Regions from separate parts of the Zea mays genome. Here region 1 is linked to region 2. Evidence: chromatin contacts called from public Hi-C data. All regions are on one chromosome and are shown on one strand. The core of a region is the stretch at or near the end of the contact, and the rest is flanking DNA. Distances in the headings are between cores, read along the strand shown.

Region 1 (4,845 bases), core at 1,046-3,545, 84 kb before region 2:
CCGATTGGGTGGTTGGGGCATCTCACCGGCAGTGCTCCGTCGCGGGATTCAAAGCACCGATGTGGAGCTCGGGTGCTGGCGAGAGGGGGAAGATGGTGCGACTGCCGTCCATCTGGGGATGGACGTCTAGGATTAAAAGCGGACTTCCCCCTTCGTCTCGGTGTCGTGCACTGTCTGATCTATCATCAACGCACAAAATTGAAGTGTGTACCCGTTCACTTGGGTGGGACTCGGGTCGTTGAGATCTAATCGGAGGGGCAAAATTAGATCAGGCTTCATAAAACGTGAACCATCCAATATAGACCCCATGGTGAGCTTATCGTATCCATCTATGAGAACTGCGATCTAATCCTGGCCGTCGGTTTCTGATCGAATAGCCAGAACTTAGTCATACCCCTTCGTGGCTGCATTTTTGCATATGAGTCCTTGGGGTTCGGTGTTATGAACCCGCCATCCTCGGCTTGTGCAAAGTAATTGCAATAGAACCCAGATTTTTACGTAGTGAACCCTGAGCTTATGAGAATTTGTGGCCGCCATCCACGGGTTGAGAAATCTCATAAATTAAAATCTACAATGATTTTTAGGATAAAAATAAATATGATAAACTTAGAAAATTCATAACTTTCCCATTTTAACTCCGTTTTTGTCCGTTCAAGTTGTGTTAACTTCGTAATAAAATTGTCTACGCAGTGGCAACATTATTTGTACCATAAAATATATTTTTTATAAATAGATATTTGTTTAGCCTATGATTAGTAGATTAGACCTTCTAACCAAAGTCAAACTGGTCCATGATGGGAATTTGACTAAAATATGATTTCTAATCAGGTTATAATCTAGATTAAAGTCGAGTTAATTATTTATAGAATATGCTCTCATATGATGTATACTAATCAATTTATAATATAATTTAATATTTGAATCACATAGATCTTCCATAAATCATAACTCCTTAACCGTAACTCCGATTTTAGTAGTTCTCGAACTCACGATCTCGTAGCATCGCGTAGAATATTATTATGCAGTTTGTGCTTATGGTTGGTGTGATGTTAATTTTGCATATACCATGTTTGTTTGTATTGCTACGAATAGCAGTGAGGTCACGAGAATCTGAAGATCATCCTGGTACCTGGAATCTCGAGTCTCAGGCAAGTTGTGCCCTTGATCACTCTTTTTTACCTAATAATTTTCTTGTTAATCACTGTGACATGCTTAGGTTAATTTGATAGGACCTAATAGTTTTCCCTAGCATTGTTTATCCCCCACCTTGCAAACAGATGAATTATTGGGTAGGTTTGCTATTGCTCTACCTGGTTTTGGGAAACTAATGTTTCATTATGATCATGTTACAATTATATTGTTGTTTAGTTATTGTTCATGATAAGATCATATTGTTAATTGGAACATGGAGAGCCGGTATATCAGCCGTGCTCACGGTCATGAGTGGCTCAGACACTCACATGATTAACTTATGGAATTAAACTGAAATTCTCATTTTGCATTGCATTGTGAGTGTTGTTATTAATCTTGATCTCTTATTGAATTGGGATGGTATCTACTTATACTTAGTAACTGCTAATAAAATTTTGACCAACTTTAAAAGCAATGCTCAGCTTTAACCATCCTCTTTGGTAAGCCTTACACTTCACATGAGCTCCCACATTTGGTGAGTTCATGCACATTATTCCCCACAACTTGTTGAGTGATGAACGTATGTGAGCTCATGTAACATCCTAATTTTCGAACCAACAAAAATTCATCAAAACCTAGTTTAATTAGGTAAGAATTGAGTAGTTTAGAATCACAAGTTATAGTTTTAAGTATTTTCCTTTATAAATCAATTAAAATGAATTGTAAATTTAAATGAAAAGGGTTCTTATGCGAGTGAAACCATTCATTTGTTGAATAATATATTTAGAACAGTCTCTAAAAAAGGAAAACTAGAATTTGATTTCGAAATAACATAGGATGATTATCCGTTCTTTAAATTATGTAAAAGTTCATGTATCCATTATATGTTTAGAAGCCTTCATCTAAATGAATAGATTGATAATGAAATTAACCTTTTGTCTCATGCTGAAGTTTTATTTGCTTGAGCGTTTCAAATTGTGTGTGCAAATTTCAAAGCAAATTCGAAATATGAGTTTGGAAGATAAAAAAAGAAGAAAGAAGATAGAAAGCTGAAAAAAAGAAGACCAACTGTTACCTGGGCCGACTTCCCCAGATCCAGCCCAATCGATCACACCCGCGCCAGCCCAAGTACTCCATACCGACCCATTCGTTTTTCTAGCACCAGGCTCGCCCTGCCCCTTTTTACACTCACGCACTGGGTTGAATAGTTGTGCACCGACCCATTCACTCCTCTCTCTCTTTTCCTTTTTCCCGGTGTGGCTGTCGTGCAGGCCAGTTCTTCAGGGGTCTCTGCTAGCTCAAGTCCGATGGAATAGCTGGGTCCGCGACCGTGCAACAACCTCAACCGCGTTTCAGGGACAAGATCTTCATCCCAAATCCTCGCGGTTGAGCCCCGAGCTCCTCCTGGACCAAATTGTGCACCTGACCCCCCATCGACGCTAGAAGGAAGGGAGATCAGAGCACCTCGTTGAGCGAACAGAAAAGTTGGAGCGCAGCCATCGTCGATCTGGGGCTAGGTCCATGCTACCTTCAGGCGGCTCATGAGGGACTGTCTAGGAGGCTCTACGTGTGCTCAAGGTTTCACCAGGTGAGTGCGGTAGCCAGAATCCCTCGACGACGTTGGGTTGCGGGTTTACAGGGGGCACATGCTGCGGGGCCGGGTCAACACACTGCACGATCCATGGTAATAAGCTTACCCTCGTATTCCTCGTCTCCTCCGCTCTGTGTGGCTATGTCGAATTGGGGAATGATCACCAGAGCATGCAGATTGGGATCGTCGGGGAGGGCGCCACGGTAGAATTGGGCGCCACCACTAGTCACTAGCGGGAGGGAGGAGATGAGGTGGTGGTCGTTGATTCCGGAACAAATGATCCAGATTAGATAGCGTGCATACCCTTTGGTGATCAAATCTGTGCCGTTGGATTAACTACGGATGGACCTGATGGGATGATCGAGTATTTTAATGGGAGCCATGGATCTCCAATCCGACGGCCATAACTTCGTACCGATTCGCATAAGGCTAGATCTAATCTAGGTCATAGAATCCTCATCGTGCGGTCGAAATTGTCCGATACCCCTTCGACTCAGCCAAATTATAAAAGAGACCCTCGAGTTTCTTCAAACCAACCCGCCATCCCTCCGCTAGGGGATTCTTACATCTAGGTCCTTGAAATTTGTAAAACAACCCCTAGGTTTATAAAGAAATTCAAGAAACCAATTTATAATATAAAAATAATTGTAGAAGGTTCGAAAAAACATATCTACCGCGTTTTATCTCCATTTTAACCCGTTCGAGTTGCGTTAACTTTATAATAACATTTTCTACGCTGTAACAACATCAATTGTACCATAATTGGATATTTATTTAACCTATGTTTAGTAGATTAATCTTGGTGATCAAAGTTAATCTATCTCTAATTATAATCTGGCTAAAATATAATCGGTGATTAAGTTATAATTTTGATTAAAGATGAATTAATTATTCCTTTAGATTATCTTTGTCACATGATTTATAAAATCAACATAGAAAGCCAGTTTTATTTGTTTAATCACGTAGATCTCCGGAAAATCATATCTTATGCTATTTGTTCTCATGTTTGGTGTACTGTTATTTTTTTGTACTTCTTGTCTATTTGTATGTATTGGTGTATTGCTACGAGCAGTAGTGAGGTCACGAGAATCCAAAGACCAATTTGGTGAAGTACCTGAGAATCTCAAGTCTAAGGCAAGTTGTGCCCTTGGTCACTCCTTTTTACCTAATAATGTCCCTATTAATCACTGTGACATGCTCAGGTTAATTTTGATGGGACCCAATAGGTCTCCCTAGCATTGTTTATCCCTTACCTTGCAAACAGAAGCACTATTGGGTAGTTTTGCTATTGCTCTACTTAGTTTTGGAAAACTAATGTTGTATTACGATCATGTTCCAATTATGTTGTTGTTTAATTATTGTTCATGATAAGATCATATTGTTAATTGGAACATGGAGCGACCACCCGAGAAAACAGTGCTACCACATGGGTGGCATGGGACGCCCTTGGCTGCTAATTAGGAAAGCTAGTGGAGGACTACCTTACCCGAAAGAGGCAAGGGCAGTAGGGGAGTGGTCGGTGTAGGGAGGTTCTCGGGCTAATTTTGCTGCGATGGCGGTCAGACGGTGGATTCCTGCATTGCGCTCCCTAGAAACCGTAGCGGGTTTTCTGAAGCTAGTGGAACTTTGTAAAGGCCTCGTAGCGTTACCCTACTTCGCTTCCTTGGTAGAGGTGTATGGGATTCATGACCCCTTGGCAGATGGGTAACACGACTTGTGGGTAAAGATGCACACCCTTTGCAAAGTGTAAAACTGGTATATCAGTCGTGCTCACGGTCATGAGCGGCTCGGACCCTCACATGGTTAACTTATGAAATTAAACTTAATTTGCCATATGCATTGCATTGTTGGTGTTGTTATTGAGAGCACCTAGAGGGGGGGTGAATAGGTGATCCTGTAAAAATCAAACACTAATAGCCACAAAACTTAGTTATAAGTGTTAGTACGGTTAAGTAGCTTGAAGCGAGTTCTTGTGAACACAACAATCACAGAGAAAGCAACACAAGACACACGATTTTTATCCCGTGGTTCGGCCAAGTAGCACTTGCCTACTTCCATGTTGTGGCGTCCCAATGGATGAGGGTTGCACTCAACCCCTTTCAAGTGATCCGATGATCAACTTG
Region 2 (4,568 bases), core at 458-2,957:
CCGTTTGAGAGAGGGAAAGGGTTGAAAGAGACCCGGTCTTTGTGACCACTTCAACGGGGATTAGGTTCATTGGAACTGAACCTCGGTAAAACAAATCATCATGTTCATTCGCTTGATTTCCATTTGATTTATTTTCCCCTCTCTCCCGGACTTGATTTAAGTTCTAACGCTAACCCCGACTTGTAGTGTGTGTTTAAAGTTGTAAATTTCAGATTACGCCTATTCACCCCCCTCTGGCGACTTTCACTCACCAAACCAAATCACCCTCATATCCATAATCTCCACTAAATCTACCAAACAAATTACGCCTAGATTTAACACACTATTAAAACCAACGGTTCGTATCGCTGGATAACCTCCTCTCCCTTACTCAAATCCAATATACAATATTATTTGGATGACCCCTCATCCCTCCCTCTTGATCCTGCCACCCCTAGACTCCCCTCTCCCTTCTCCCGATCCTACCGCCTCTAGCCTCATCCCCCTCCCCCGTGTCCTCGCCGCCCCTCCCTCCTCATTCGCGTCGCTACCGCCATCAACCCCTCCCTTCAAGCGCTTGTCTCAGTAGTAAGTTTATTGACGTTGTTTACAATTATGTTATATCTATACCACTATATAATCCACCAGTTTAAACTTAGCAAAACTCACCAAACCAAATCACCCTCATATCCATAATCTCCACTAAATCCACCAAACAAATTACACCTAGACTTAACACACCATTAAAACCATCTTGTTAAGAAAATGACCTCAAAGAAGAAGAAACTAGATGTTGCAGTGTAGTCTACACAGTTAGATGATGTTAGTTTCTGGGAAAACTAGATGGTTCATTGCAGTATGTGTATGACAGAAGTTTGTATGTGTTTCTTTCCATTTGTTAAGTGATCTCGTCAAGGACTAGGTACATGTGTGTTTGTCTTAGTTGTAGTGAACTTTCTGTGTTCTTGTTAAGTGAACTCGACAAATGAAGTATGTGTTTGTCTTCGTTGCAATTAATTTTCTATGTTCTTATTAAGTGAACTCGACAAATAATGTATGTGCTTGTCTTCTTAGTTTTAGTGAACTCGGTATGTGTTTATGTCTACATTCTTGTGAAACTATTGGTGCCAATTTTATTCAAGTGAAACACTGGTGCTACAAACTAAAAAATTTGGTTTCAGGTTGTACACAATTTCATGTTCAAACATACATTCCAGTTACATAATAAAATATTGACAATTTCTTCTCTTATGTCCTGTTCATAGGATGCAAAAATTCTTCAGATAAACTTTGTGATCGATCCGTTAAGTTATGCGGACAATTCGTGCTGATATGACATACCTGCAAACATACAACAGAAATTGATAATATCGCTACATCAATGTACGATTGTCGATATATTTTTCTATCATTCTAAATTCTATATTAATTTTTTAGAAATAATTTTTGCGATATTATAATATTTGTTCGATATCAGTTAATTCTTTTTGACTTGATATATTTTAAATAATATTACATATTTATATCGTCAATATAATATTAATATTATAATAATAATTTACCATAGATTTTATATATCTTTCCGTATATATTTTATACTAATTTTTAATCTCAGTAACAATACTCTCATAAAAGCTTTCAACTTTGCCGTGACCGATAGAGCCCAACCTCACCCGAAAAGCCAGAAACGAGCGGGGAGAAACGAGGGAACGACCCACCGTCAGATCACACGCACTGCTCACGCTCGCACATCGCACGTTCATGGCACGGGGAGTAACTGGCGACGCCGCGGGAAGTAGCGCCGCCGACGAGCGGGGGAGGGGGGAGGCCGCGCCGCCGCAGTCTGCAACGTGGCAGCGGGTGCGGAGGGCCGGGCAGGGGGTGGCGGCGCACGCGCTGTTGCTCTGCTTCACCGCGCTCCTCGCGCTCAAGCTCGACGGCGTCCTCTCACTCTCCTGGTGGTAAGCTGTAATCATGTACGCCCAGCAATCCATATCTGGGACTTCGCTAGCGCAAATGTTAGCGGCTACCCGCGTTTCGCTGGGCCGAGGTCCGTATCGGTTTGCTCGGAGAAACTGAGTATCCTTTGGGGGTATCTCATGTAGCCATGGACGTTGTGAATTCTAATTTTTCAATTGCGACATAGGAAATGATGCGTTGGTGATTTGACAAATTGCACGTGCAACTGAGTCACTCAATGAGGGGATTCTGAAATTCCTTCTGGTAAATGAATTGGAAGTTAGCTCTTGCATGCTGCCCTGAGTCAGGTTATGAAGTGATCTTCGATATTTGGAAATTTATAGACTGATTGGTTTGAGGAATGGGTTACTCATTTCTCACTTTTTGATGCATCACCGCCTTATTTTTCATAAGCTAATAATTAGTACTTGTACTAGGAATAGAGTCAGGGACGGACCCAAGACAAAATGAGAGTGAAAGCATAATTGTAATGTTGGGTACCAAAATAACAGAGCAGACATCTAAGTGCTGCTGAGCAGGGGAATTCATGGTGAAAATTTAGACTTTACTACTTGCAAAAGAGAATTGAGCGAGGGCCTAAGCCCTCACTGGGACTAACATAGGTCCGCCCCTGAATGGAGTTATTCCAAGAAATTTGATGAATATACTTATGAGGCGCACCTCACCTAGGATGGAGTGGTTCCTCAAACCAAACACTCTATTAGTTCTTTACCAGCTAAGAGCTGCTTTGACATTTGGTGTAACGAAGGTGCTGAGATTTTGGGTGACTAACTTTGACAGACACACTTTCATTACTTTCCTCAATCCAAAGAAAAAACTGAGTGATGGGATGGTTATAGATCACCCCGTCCCTCAAACCAAACACCCCATTAGTCTGGTGGGTGCAACTTGATGAAGAATCTGCAGACATGAATATTGCAGGGTTTGTCATAAGATTGCTAGAAACACTGAAACAGGTACAAGACACATTTGATGTCAGCCTTTCATATCTCAATATTGGAATTCTCAACGCTGCAGGGCGCTTTTCATCCCTGTATGGTTGTTCCATGCTGTTGCGGCTCGATGTCTATTCTCATTACCGGCTCCATCACCTGAAAGTTGTCAAGTATGTTTTCTACTTTTGCTTTCAACGTCTACTTTCTTTCTGAAGTTGGCTAGAAGCAGGTTAATTAGATCATTCAACTGTGCAGCGGGTTCCATTCCATTCCATTGTCGCAACACCGTTACTAGTTGCCTTTGAGCTGCTTCTCTGTGTTTATCTAGAAGGCCTCAACCACAATGGTGAATCCATTATGCACTGTGATTTATCATTTGTTTGTTTGTTTGTTTGCATTCTGAGTTGATCGTTTTTCACTTGCTGGCTCAATTGTTCGTCTTTAGGTCATGTGGAGCCTTTCATCATAGATTTAAAGCTTGTGTTCCTTCCACTCTTGGCTTTGGAAATCATTACACTGGTTGACAACTTCAGGTAATCACATAAAACCAGTAGAAAAATGGAAATTACTTATATCAATAATAAGCAGTGCAGTACAACTTTTTGTCATATACTCATTTTATAGTTCCCCTTTTACTTTTTCTACATCAATAATCTAACCTATACAATGTCATCCCAATCTGTAAGAAATTCTCCATACACTGGAAATATAGTCTTTTCGTAATATATAAGGATGATGGTAATAGTCAGCAATCATTTTTCACTAGTAAGTTCAAAGTTGTTGCCAGGATTTTTGTATGCAAGAGTAATTACAAGAAAAATTTGCTATGGTGTGAACAATGAACCAGGCATTTGAGGTGAACATTTATTGTTTGCATTTGACAGGTCCCGCAAAGAATAATGTATAAGACATACCTATTAGTTCATGCTTATTTGCACAATTTGTTTACTATTTCTTCCTCTTGTTTGTTCTCATTAGGATGTGTGGTGCTTTAATGCCTGGACATGGAGAAACTATAACCGAAGAAGCAATTTGGGAGAGGCTTCCTGTAAGACTTTTAAGACCTGCGCCTGTAGCCCTTGAACTTTCATTTTGTGGTAATCTATTCTCCCAACTAGTACAAGAACAAATACGTTTAGTCCCAAGCAAATTGAGGTAGGCTAGACTTGGAACCAAACACGAGCCACCAACAAAAAGAGAAAAGAAAGATAAAAAATCATATAAGAGTAACCATTAACAGTAATTATTATTATAGGGGATCTAAATGCTATTCATGAGTAGTAATGTGAATAACTGCTTTACCTCTCCTTACATTATTGCCACACTTTAGGATTCCACTAAGAATCAATGCCTTTGGAGGTCTTTATTGGACATGTTCAAACAATTTGACTAGTTTTGGACAAACTTTTCTTCAGTTGATGCTAGAATCATTTAGTTCTAAGTCTTATTTGGGAGTCTTCATGACAGAAGATGGTATCTCCAGTTTTTTCCTGTTTTAGTTCCAGCAAACAAATATATAAAAAAAACTTGTCCTGCGGGGGTAAGATAGCCCTCAGACATTATATTAAGAGAAGACCTTCCCACGTAGGTCGAGAAAATCCTCGAACCCCTGCCCCACCCATACACAACGGACATAGTCTATGTGAGAACGATCGCGCCCGAGGCCAGACCTTA

The links. A called contact is a pair of places that touch in the nucleus more often than the background predicts.
Region 1: a contact with region 2 is called in a Hi-C map of tassel, with 3 times the contacts expected there. The contact joins the enhancer-like site here to the promoter of LOC100279431 in region 2. A contact is called at or near these places in 4 of 25 Hi-C or Micro-C datasets (ear, leaf and tassel).

What each region holds. Positions count from the first base shown.
Region 1 is chr7:115,237,156-115,242,000 of Zm-B73-REFERENCE-NAM-5.0, reverse strand. No RefSeq gene overlaps it. Among protein-coding and RNA genes, the nearest start is that of LOC103634102, 56 kb to the left of the region's middle. Within about 2 kb of position 2,295, at least 17 of the 20 cell types and tissues checked have an H3K27ac peak or open chromatin away from gene starts, as enhancers often do. A contact at or near this core is called in ear, leaf and tassel, where this site is marked.
Region 2 is chr7:115,152,647-115,157,214 of Zm-B73-REFERENCE-NAM-5.0, reverse strand. LOC100279431 (putative RING zinc finger domain superfamily protein) reads left to right here and starts at 1,707. Exons shown (of 15, transcript NM_001152440.1): 1 at 1,707-1,940; 2 at 2,977-3,064; 3 at 3,150-3,240; 4 at 3,340-3,427; 5 at 3,873-3,942. The coding sequence starts at 1,741.